2 separate regions of the Mus musculus genome follow, and region 2 is linked to region 1. A link is a contact called in public HiChIP or PLAC-seq data. All regions are on one chromosome and are shown on one strand. The core of a region is the stretch at or near the end of the contact, and the rest is flanking DNA. Distances in the headings are between cores, read along the strand shown.

Evidence for each region. HiChIP or PLAC-seq counts read pairs in DNA pulled down with a chosen protein or histone mark.
Region 2: a contact with region 1 is called in an H3K27ac HiChIP or PLAC-seq map of embryonic stem cells, with 2.4 times the contacts expected there. The contact joins two enhancer-like sites. A contact is called at or near these places in 2 of 484 Hi-C or Micro-C datasets (cortical neurons and embryonic stem cells), 2 of 115 datasets of contacts at active chromatin or transcription factors (both in embryonic stem cells) and 1 of 9 other capture datasets (embryonic stem cells).

The regions. Positions count from the first base shown.
Region 1 is chr7:90,537,936-90,543,645 of GRCm38.p6, forward strand. It overlaps a transcript of Dlg2 not described here. Among named protein-coding and RNA genes, the nearest start is that of Tmem126b, 65 kb to the left of the region's middle. Within about 2 kb of position 3,041, at least 21 of the 459 cell types and tissues checked have an H3K27ac peak or open chromatin away from gene starts, as enhancers often do. A contact at or near this core is called in embryonic stem cells, where this site is marked.
Region 2 is chr7:90,874,712-90,880,421 of GRCm38.p6, forward strand. It overlaps a transcript of Dlg2 not described here. Among named protein-coding and RNA genes, the nearest start is that of Gm39048, 140 kb to the right of the region's middle. Within about 2 kb of position 2,315, at least 4 of the 459 cell types and tissues checked have an H3K27ac peak or open chromatin away from gene starts, as enhancers often do. A contact at or near this core is called in embryonic stem cells, where this site is marked.

The DNA of each region.
Region 1 (5,710 bases), core at 1,791-4,290:
CTTGCTGGGGATCATATCCGATGCTCCAGGCCTCACAGATGCTAGCCATGAAGGCCAACACTAAACAGCCTCCCAGCTTCTTCCTTCTATCTTTTTAATATTATCCAAAATACTCCTTTGATTCTATAAATTGTTCTATTTTCTAAGGGTTGGGAAAGTGATATTATTGTATCTACTGATTCTTCTTTTCATGAAGTTAAGTCTTCATATAGTTTATAACTTTTGTGACTTAATTTTCAGCAAAAGTTGTTCTCCCAGGACAATTACATGTCTTGTATAAATGTGCTGAGAGACGAGCAAAACTAGAGTAGTCTTACTGGTTTTGGGTCATTTTCTCCTAATTTCAGGGTTTGGCTGTTAATATAATCTGAAGTAAATATTAGCATAAAATTTATATTTCTGTTGTGGGATCCAGACATATAAGAAGGTATAAAGAAGAAAATTGATTATTTATTGTTACACCTAACTACAATACCCCTAAAACAGTAATATTTTGATGTATTTTTTCCTAAATATTTAAATTGGTGTATGTGAAGATATGGCCACCTATGTCTATGTACAAATCTGGTTGATATTTGACTATTTCTCTTCCATTTTAAATGTCCTTGGGCTAGGACTGGCTTTTGCTTTTCTAAACATTCATTTTGGATTGGAATTATTTACTGTGACATTTTTGGCTATGAAATGTCATGTCAAATGATTGTGCCAGTGCACAGAAACAGAATGAAGAATCATAGACTCACAGGATCTAAGATTTAAAAGAGACATTTGAGAACATTGAATCGACCTCTAAAAGAGCTGATAGACAGGTCAACATTCTTTCTCTCCTCTGTCCATGTCTAAAATATGCAAACCTACACAGAAAAAAAATGTGATTTTGAGGACATGATGCTGAGTTTAAAGTTAGAGCCTCACACATACAATTAGGCTAACTTTCTGTTGCTATGGCAAAGTACCCAAGGCAATCAACTTTTAAGGAAGAAAATGTCTTTTAGGCCACATTTCCATAGTTACAGTTAATGATGGCTTCATCCTGTTACTTTGGGCCTATGGTGAGGCAGAAATCCTGATAAAAAAAGCGTGTAGCAGAACAAAGCTGTTTCTTTCTTGGTGGATGTGGCTAGTACAGTCCCGGCATGCCTCTTAGGAGCATGCCTTTCAGCTAGGCCCTGTCTCTTCAAGCTGCTACCATCTTCCAGTATCTCAGTCAAACAATCATTTAACAAGACATGAGCTTTTGTGGGGGACATTTAAGGTACAGCGTACAGCGATTTACATTCTTCATAAACTGTAATTATTTTGTTCACTTTGTCCCATTTTATCTTCAAAGGAAGTTGCGGATTTCAGACTAAGTAAACACACAGGTATCATCCATTTGTTCTTAAGGCAGTCAGTGCCTACCACTTTGTGCAGGCCGTAGGTGTTTCCTTCATCATAATTTATTTCCTTGAGATGGCTTAACAATAGGGTGGTGCCCTGCTTCCTTGGGTGTAATTTCTACTTAGGTTGAGCCCAGAAGTAAATTTAGAATTGCAACTATAATCCTGTTGAGGTTATGCAAAATAAGGAGGAAAGAAAAGAAAAAAGGAACCAAGGAAACAGTATCAGCAGGACAAAACCAGGCTGCCTTCTTGAAAAGACTTCATTTCTCTTTCTCTGTGGGCATAGGCGTGTGGGTGGGATCTCTCCGTTCTGTAGTCACAGATCCACCCTCCCCCAAATTAGCCACGTGTCAAGCTGAGAAATCTGTGGGACTTTCCGCATTAGCACACTGTGTCATATTATAATTTTTTAAAAGCAAAGACAGAAACAACCCAAATAATTCCATTTACATCTGAATTAAATTCCTCAGGCATTTCCTGGATTCTATTAGCAATTCAACAAGAAGCCTAGTATTAGGAAACAGGGAATAATTACAAAAGAAAGGGAGGGATCCCAGAGTTCAGGGCCGCTGAGTTATAATGCAGAATTTGGCTGAGATGGTTATTTTTGTTATGATTAGGAGGTGGTGGATCAGATTTTAATCCTTCAAAGTAATTTTCTGCTATTGAAAAATCCATTTTTTATTTTTTGTGTGTTCTGTACTAATTGTTCTATTGCAAAAATCAGATAATAGTTTTGTAAATCATCTGTGATGGTTAATTTTGATTGTCACGTAATAGGACCTTCAGTCACCAAGAGACAAATCTATAGGCATGTCTGTGGAGGATTTTCTAGATTAGGTTAATTAGGTTAACTGGGGGGAAACCGCCCCTCCCCCAGCCATGAAAGACACTAGTCTATGTGCTGAGGACCTGCTTCTAATAAAAAGGAGGGAGCGAGGCAAGTAGCAACATTCACATCTCTGCTTCCTGACTGTGGATGTAGTGTGGTCAGTTGCCTCAATCCCCTGCCATCGAATCTTCCCTGCTCTTAAAGGACCATCCCTTTAACTATGAGCCAAAACAAATCATGTAATTTCTTGTTAAGTATTTGGTCATAGCAATTAAAAAAAAAAAAGTAAATGAGAGATCATCTCAGAGGGTTTGTGAACAACTTTTAACTCACCCAACTTTCACATAGCTTACTAGTATTCATTATAAAATATATAAATAGGGCATTGTATGAGCCCTAGGGGGACATCGTCCTACTATTATTCTATAGCTTAAGTGCCTTGGATCTGGTGTGGTGTCTGGCAGAGATAGCACAGAGATCATCAGGCCATAACATACATGTGACATCTCTAGGAAGGGTTTAATTGACTGGTAAACAAAGCTAAAGATAATGGTGTAGGGATGGAGAGCCTTGGATAAACATTCTGGGGGGTTCCGGTGACCCTTGACTCTACAGACAGGAAAGGTCACCAGGTTATTAACAACATACACTCTCAGCCTTCTGGTGGAAAACAGATAATTTCTTCCATTTAGGAGACATCCTTTCATGATTAATATTCCTGCTTCTTCCAGAGTTTATCTGTGAGTATTGTGCTGAGACAGCCTAGACTGACTCCATGACAGGCTTCAAATTGGCAGTTCAGGAGACTAGGCCTAAGTATCTGTTTCTAAGAACTGGGCAAGTCCAGGCAGGTCCAGGACTCAGAAACTGCTCTGCCATCTGGCATGAGGAAAGGACAATGGGTTAGCAGCAATTTCCAGACTTCCTCAGCAACAGTTTCCTGCCCCCTAGGACCCAGCAATAGTTCTGGAATGTCCTTAGAGATAGATCCAAAAGATCAAGCTAGAACTCATCTATTCATCCCTGGAATTCCCCTAATGTGCTTTAAATGTGTTCTACATCTGGATCCGAAAGCAGTCAGAAGAAGACTGACTTCCAGGAAGCTAGGAAGAGGGTTTCAAAGCCCACCTCCAAAGTGACTCACTACTTCCGAATAGGCCACACCTACTCCAACAAAGCCATACCACTAAATAGTACCACGCTGTGGGCTAAGCATATTCAAACCACCACACAGGGAAAATCTCAACACTTTTGATAAAAATGTTATGTGAGGGGCTGGAAATATGGCTCAGCACTTAAGTGCACTTTCTGTTCTTGCAAAGGAACTAGATTGGGATCCCAGCCACAAACAGTGCCTCACCACCATCTATAACTACAGTTCCAGGGGTTCTGATGTCTTGTTTTGATGTCTGCTGGCTCCAGGCATACATGTGGTATACATATGTACCTATAAGCAGAACATTTATATACATACAATGAAATAAATCAACCAAAAAAATTATGTGCCATAGGAACCTTTAAAATTTAATTGAAGACCCAAAGATATGGCTGATTTTCTTTTTTCTTCTTCCTTCCTTTCCTTTTATCCCCTTTAGTTCGAAGTAAATCCATGATCAGAAAGAGTGAGACCACCATTCCAACTGAAGTGTTAGGAAAAGGCAGACTTTACTCTTGACCAAGATGGTGTGCTCAGATAAGTGAACACCCAGAAACAGGAAGTGTATTTGGCTTTTATTCCAACTCAGGTGTGACTATGTCTTTTCCACATTGTTTGGATTCACAGTCTTAATTCAGCTGGCTGGTTTGAAAAGAACTAGCCTAAGACAAGAAACAAAGGGGAGCAGGGGGTGGGTTGGGGGATTGCTGCTCTAGGGCATCAGATTCCTGGAATACATCAGGGAGACTTTGAATAAACTGGAGAGAGGGATTAAAACAACTGGGCAAGAGCTTTTCAAGGTGGGGGAATATATATAAAAAATTAAATTCCTTTTCTTAAACACAAATTTTAAAGTATTTGATAGAAAAGAATCATATTTGATATTTCTTACAATCCCCTAGTCCTGTTCTTGAACATTCTTTTCTTCAAACTCACTAACATGTAGGCTCTCTTGTTCTGTCCTACCTTGGAGTAAGTACAATAGGGAGGGCTTGCCTGTCTAGTAATAGTTGACTCAATAAGCATGAGGTTACTCTAGAACAAAGAGGTAATTACTATATCTATTTTATTAGCACAGTTTAAGATAAGCTCACCTTCCTAGGGTTGGTCCTTTGGCCTGGAGACTGACTTGGCCACACTGGAGTGTTAGGTCTGCACCCAGGCCAGTGATTCTCTTCTCTTGAACAAAGGAGTTATCTCTTAATAGTCCTTTACTTTAACATTCTTCTGTGTTAACATGCCTAAACTGGTAACCCTAGCATCATTTAGGAACCAGATCAGTCACCAGAGACCCCCAGATACTTTTGCCATTATTGGCCTCTGGCAGTGATGAAACTGTGAAGAATCTCAAAGACATTTCAAGAAAGAAACTGGTTGCTTCTCTTTGGGTTATCTATCTTTCTCTCTCTCTTTCTTCTCTCTTCCTTCCTTCCTTCCTTCCTTCCTTCCTTCCTTCCTTCCTTCCTTCCTTCCTTCCTTTCCTTCCTTCCTTCCTTCCTTCCTTCCTTCCTTCCTTCCTTCCTTCCTTCCTTCCTTCCTTCCTTCCTTCTCTCTCTCTCTCTCTCTCTCTCTCTCTCTCTCTCTCTCTCTCTCTTTCTTTCTCTCTCCCTCCCTTCCTTCCCCCCTCTCTTTCTTTCTTTCTTTCTTTCTTTCTTTCTTTCTTTCTTTCTTTCTTTCTTTCTTTCTTTCTTTCTTTCTTTCTTTCTTTCTTTCTTTCTTTCTTTCTTTCCTATATGCCTCACCAGTTTCTATCCCCTGTTCTTACCATCCCACCTTTGAAGAGGTAGCACTAACTGACATTAAATGATTGAAAAGCTACCAATATGGCTTCTTCTAGATGAATTTGGTTTGTTAAGTGTGACAGTTTTGGGATATACCTCAACAAAGCCTATCTAAAAGACCTAAATTGTCACATGGAAGGAGGAAAAGAAATTCTTGACTGGTGTCTGGAAAGGATTTTGAAAGGTCCAAGTCAAAGCCCATTAGAATCCCTTAATGTGTTCACAAGAGCATCCATCTATTACACTTCTTATTTTTCCTTGGTCTCTAAGATTGGTCTTCAGAGTGATGAACTGTCAATTTACTTTCATACTGTTTAATAGCTGTCAGATCAACTAAAAGTGATATTCATTTCCCATATGATTCCTAGATAAGGAAAGAAGATATATTTAGCCATTATTTAATTTTTAAATTAAAAGAACAACAGACCTGTCTCCCTTGGCTGTGGGCTGGAGATGCAGTGAGCTAACATCAGAAGTCTTAGATCTTGGCAACATCTGTTTGTATGAAGAAGAAAATATTAGTGAAATACAGTTGCCTAAATTACCTTTCATGTAGATT
Region 2 (5,710 bases), core at 1,065-3,564, 340 kb after region 1:
TCTTCATAACATTACTACAAGAGAGTACATCTTTGTTGATGTGCAAATAATAATAATTTAATAACTATTAATGACTGGACAAACATATCAACAAGAGACAATCCTGTGATGAGATCTCTGAATGTCCTGAAATTCAAAATTAATCCATTACAGCCATACAAAAACCAACAGACCATCTAGAGAAAGTCACTTGTTAGGTTTTGACTCCTGGATGGCTTCTGACAGTACTGGATTGTATAAAAAAGCAGGCTGAACAAACTAAGTGTATCAAGCCAGCAAGCTGCTTTGCTCCATGGTATGTATTTCAGTTACTATCTCTAGGTTCCTTATTTGGACTTCTTCTCCAGCTTCTCTTGATGATGGACTTTGCATGGAAGTATGAGCCAAATAATCCTTTATTCCCTGAGTTGCTCTTGGTTTGGTATTTATCACAGCAATAAAAAAAAAATAGGACAGATCAGAAGTATATAATATTGTTAAAATGGATTTGTGACTAAAAGCATTCTGCAGAATCAATAAAATACTTATCAAAATTAGAGTGATATTTTTCATGGAAATAGAAAGAAAATGTTTTTAAAAATTCACATAAAACACCAAAACATGGCAAATGAAATCCAGAGTAGAAAGAACAATGCCAGAGATATAACAAAATCTTACTTCAAATCATTTCACAGACCCATAGTAATAAAACCAGCAAGGCAGAGACACAAAACCAGACATGTACACCAGTGAACAGAAAAAAAAAAAAAAAAAAAAAAAAACTAAGAATAACTCAACACAGCTGAAGTAATTTGATTCTTGATAAAGGCTCCAAAAGCACGCACAAGGTGATAACGCCTTTTAAAGAAGAAGTGCCAGAAAACTAAATATCCACATCTAGGAGATTAAAGTATAGATTTTGATCTCACACACTGTGCAATAATTAGTTCCAAATTGATTAATAATTTAAAATAAGACTTGAAACTTTAAAACTAGTAAAGGAGAGGGAACACAACTCAATACAAGAGAAATTCCTTTCTAACTACAATAGCTCAGGGAATTAAAGTAAGAATTCCCAAACAGGATTATATAAAATAAATGAAATCATATAGCAAAGCAAGCCATTTCTAGAGACAAGAGACAGCCTATATTTAACAGGGGATTGGCAAGGGGGAGGTTATAGGGGACTTCCAGAGAGAAAATTTGGCAAGGGATAGCATTTGAAATGTAAATGAAGAAAATATCTGATAAAAAATTTTAAAATGCAGAAAATGTAAAATATTTAAAAACATTAAATGACAAGTGAGCAAACAATCTGGTTACTTAATGGGCAAATAAATTTAGCAGGCTCTTCAATGAAAATATATAATTGGCCAATGCAGGAATGTCCAGTCATTAGCTATAAGAAAATGAATGAAAATTAAAACTCTGTCAATGGGACTTGAGAGAGAGCGCAGTAGCTAACAACCCTGGCTGTTCCTCTAGAGGACCCAATTCAATACCCAGCACCCACATGACCCAACCATCTATAACTCTAATTACCAGGAATCTTATGCTCTCTTTTTATCTTTATGGGAACCAGACATTCATGTGGTATGTTGTGCAGGGACATTCATACAGGAAAAACTCTCATCCATACACATATAAATAAATAAACAAACAAACAAACAAATAAATAAAACATACATAATACATACATACATACATACATACATACATACATGCCACAGACTCTCTGGGTCCCTTTGTCTGCGTGGACGGGTCTCTGGATACAGATGGGCAAGGAGTTGGAGAGTGATAGACAGACCAAACACGAGAGATTGTGTAGAATCTGAATGTAATGTCAGGTCAAGCATCAAACATTTTATACGCAGAATAGCAAGAAACCAGACAAAACAATCCACCAAGTTACAGTGACGCAATACAAAAGGAATGTATACATCAAAAGAAGGCGGGGACCAGGCCGCTGCCACTAAGAAGGGAGCCAGTTGTAAAGCTAGTCTACTGTTAAGCCCACCACCAGGGGTTCTACTTTAGCAGACCTTCTCATGAATACTGCAATACCACAATCCTCCTATTTCCTGGGCTCTGATAATTTTTAGTGTGAGTGTAACTTTTAAGTATCTGAGGAGAATCTTCATTTGTCAGAAGAATTCACCAACTTGCCTCTAATATGCAATGTAGCCTGTACTGAAGATTTCTATCTCAGTGGGATTCCCTGGCTCTTTTATGGTATTCCCTTGTTTGGGTGAGATTTGCTACTGTCCTTAGTAGATACTCTGCAAACCAGCCACGAGCTGTTGGCTCTGTCTTTTGTAATGCTTAATGAGTTACTGAATAGGTAACTTCCTTACTGCATTTCTACCGGATTCCAAGCTTGTCTGGCTTCTGGCACATTGGAACACTGGTGGGAGACCTAACTATATCAGAATTCAATCTTAAAAGGCACTTATAATAAAATAATACTAAAAGAGAGCACGTGGATCCATACACCAGACTAACGTGAGGCTAGGGTATGAGTATACGGGTTAATGAGAATGCCAAAGCTCCAGGAAACTCTTGAGTGCTTTCAGGCCTCTTGGCCTGCCAAGCAAACTTCACTGGCGTGTGCATAGCACATACATACATACATACATACATACATACATACACACATACATACACACATACATACATAAACCTGTGTTGATATTTCATCTCAACCCAGTCAGAGTGTCCAAGGTTAAGAAATAAACAACATAGGTTGCTGCTGGCACAGAAGTGGACATATATTAGCTAAAGACTATCAGAATCATGATATGTATTCCTTACACAATTAGGCTAACACTTTAATATGATCTAGAAATACTACTTCTGTGAACAATTTCAAAAGAATCAGTTCCTTCATTAGAGCAGTATCTGTATGTCTATGTGTATCTCAGTACTATACACAAGGCTAAGCTATAGAATTAGCCTAGGTGTTCCCCAGAACATGAATGTAGAAATAAAATATGGAATATCTATCTATCTATCTATCTATCTATCTATCTATCTATCTATCTATCTATCTATCTTCTATTTATCTGAGGTTTTCTTGTTTTGTTTTGCTTTGCTTTGCTTTGCTTTGTTTTGTTTGTTTTTGTTTTTCAAGACAGGGTTTCTCTGTGTAGCCCTGGCTGTCCTGGAACACACTCTGTAGATCAAGCTGGCCTGGAACTCAGAAATCAGCCTGCCTCTGCCTCCCAGGTGCTGGGATTAAAGGCGTATATCACCACTGCCCAGCCTATCTGAGTTTTATTTAGCTCTAAAGGAAATAAAATCATGTCTTTGTACAAAAATAAATGGAACTATAGATCATCATTTAAAGCATCATAGTCAGACTTATGAATAAAAACAATAACTATTCTCTATCTGATGAGGACATGAAGACAAAGTGGGACTTCTTAGGGACAAGGAAGTGGAAATGAGAGAGAGAGGGAGAGGAGGAGGGAGAGGGGGAGGGAGAAGGGAAGGGGGAGAGGGAGTTAATATAATCAAAGTTATAGGATTGTGTGAAAGGATTGGTACTAGCTTGTCTTATGTCAGCTTGACACATAAACTAGAGTTAAATAAGGAACCTCCACCATAAGATGTGGCTGTTTCTTAATTAGTAATTGATGGGGGGAGAGCCAAGTCCATTGTGCATAATGCCATTCTTGGTCTGGCGGCTCTAGGTTCTACAAGAAAGCAGGCTGAGGAAGCCAGTAAGTAGTACCCTTCCATGGTTTCTGCATTAACTTCTGAGTCCAGGATCTTGCCCTGTTTGAGTTTCTGTCCTGTCCTCCTTCAATGATAAACAGCACTGGAGAATTGTAAGCTGAATAAATCCTTTCCTCCCCAACCTATATGTTGGTTATAGTGTTTCATCACAGCAATAGAAACACTAAGAAAAGTATCATAATGAAATTTATTACTGACACATAGTAATGCAAAAGAAAAAAATTACTCTCACGTACAAAATTATCATTGAAGCTTGTGAACATTGTGTCAACCAAAATAATCTGGCAACAAAAAAGATTACTATATAATTTTACTTATATAAGGTATATAAAGTACTCAAACTCTTAGAAAGAAAAGGTGACAAATGGATTGCTTATTGGTAAGGGGATTGATGAGGGAAAATTAGTGTGTCATGGATAGAGAGTTTCAGTTTTAATATAAAAGTTTTACTGTTAATATATGTAAGACTATTGAACTCTACACTTAAAATGGTTGAGAATGTAAGATTAATATTTTATGTTTCTAGTAAATGATAATATCAATGCTATGATTCTGAGATACTCTACTTGAAAGAAAGAATTGGAAAGAATAACATAATTAGATAATTGTAAGTAATTTTCAATGTATACTTTCAAAGTATATTTTCAAATTTCCTAGTTCCCACCTTCTTATGGAGAAATGTTCCATTTCTTGGTATTAAAGATCTATTACTATATATAAGCTTTGAAGATTAGGTTTTTGTGTTGCCAGCTGTGGCATATTCATAAAGCCATTTTAAACTAATCAATTACAACACTCACAAATTTATTTAGAAGATATTACTGCAGAAACAAAAACACCAAAGAAACTAGATTCTATCAATTTAATATATCTGTAACTAGAATTTTATTATTTTCTGTCTCTAAAACACAAAAGAACATTTGCTCATATATGGCTCATGTAAAAAACAAACCACACAAATTTTATTTACTACCTGGATCAATGAGTTCTGTGCTACAGAAAGAACAAGAGATCACTATAATACATGAGATGAAATGGGACTTCATGTCAGTTTATCATGACAAATGCTATTTTATTCAACATTTGTCAAGAGAATGTCTACCATGCTGACTAAAAAACTTAGTAGTTATATAAATTTGTATGAGTCAATTCTTCTGGGTCTTAGATTCTTTTTAGTTGTAAACATATAGCTAATTTGCTTTTCATGAATAATTAATGATACCACATATATGAAAATTCTTAATCATAGCTTACTCAGTAAGAAGTTAATGTCTTTTACAAACTATTTGTCTGATAAGCAGCTAGTAGTCCAGCATTTATAAAAGTTTCTCATGCAGCTCAATAAGAAATATGATTGGAAAATAAAAATAAATCCATTTTTAATAGATTTTTTTCCCCAAGAATTGTAAGAGCAGTCAACAGGTAGGTGTATGTAAAGATCCTCACCACTAATTATTAAAGACAATGGACATAAAAATTACTTTGAGAAACCATATGCCACTTATTAGAATGGATATGTGGTTAAAATATGAAAACCATGGTAAGTAGTACATTTATTGAAAGCTTCCTTCTCAGCTGGTAGTGTCTCTGAGAGATGACTGAATTTTGAGAGTGCTCACCTCATAAGTGGGTAAATTCAGTGATGAGGTCATGGATAAACTAGGTATCGATATCTAGTCAGAGAAAGTAAGTGCCTCCAGTCAGGTTGTTGAAGGGCACACCTTGCTCTACTCTCCTCCTTTTGTCTTTCTCTGTTTTCTGGCTATTTTGGGTAAGCAGCTCAGTGCTACTGTGAGCTTTGTGCCATGGTGTTCTTGTCTCACCACAGGCAAGAGAGAAACAGCAGAGATAAGGCCCTGATACTTCTGAAACCCTCAGCCAAAGTAATTATGCTTTCTTTTAGTTTGCTTTCTTAGGTTATTTTGTCACTGTCAGATAAAACTAACTAACATGGAGAGTTAGGCTAGCTATTGTCAAGAAGTCAAAAGCTAAA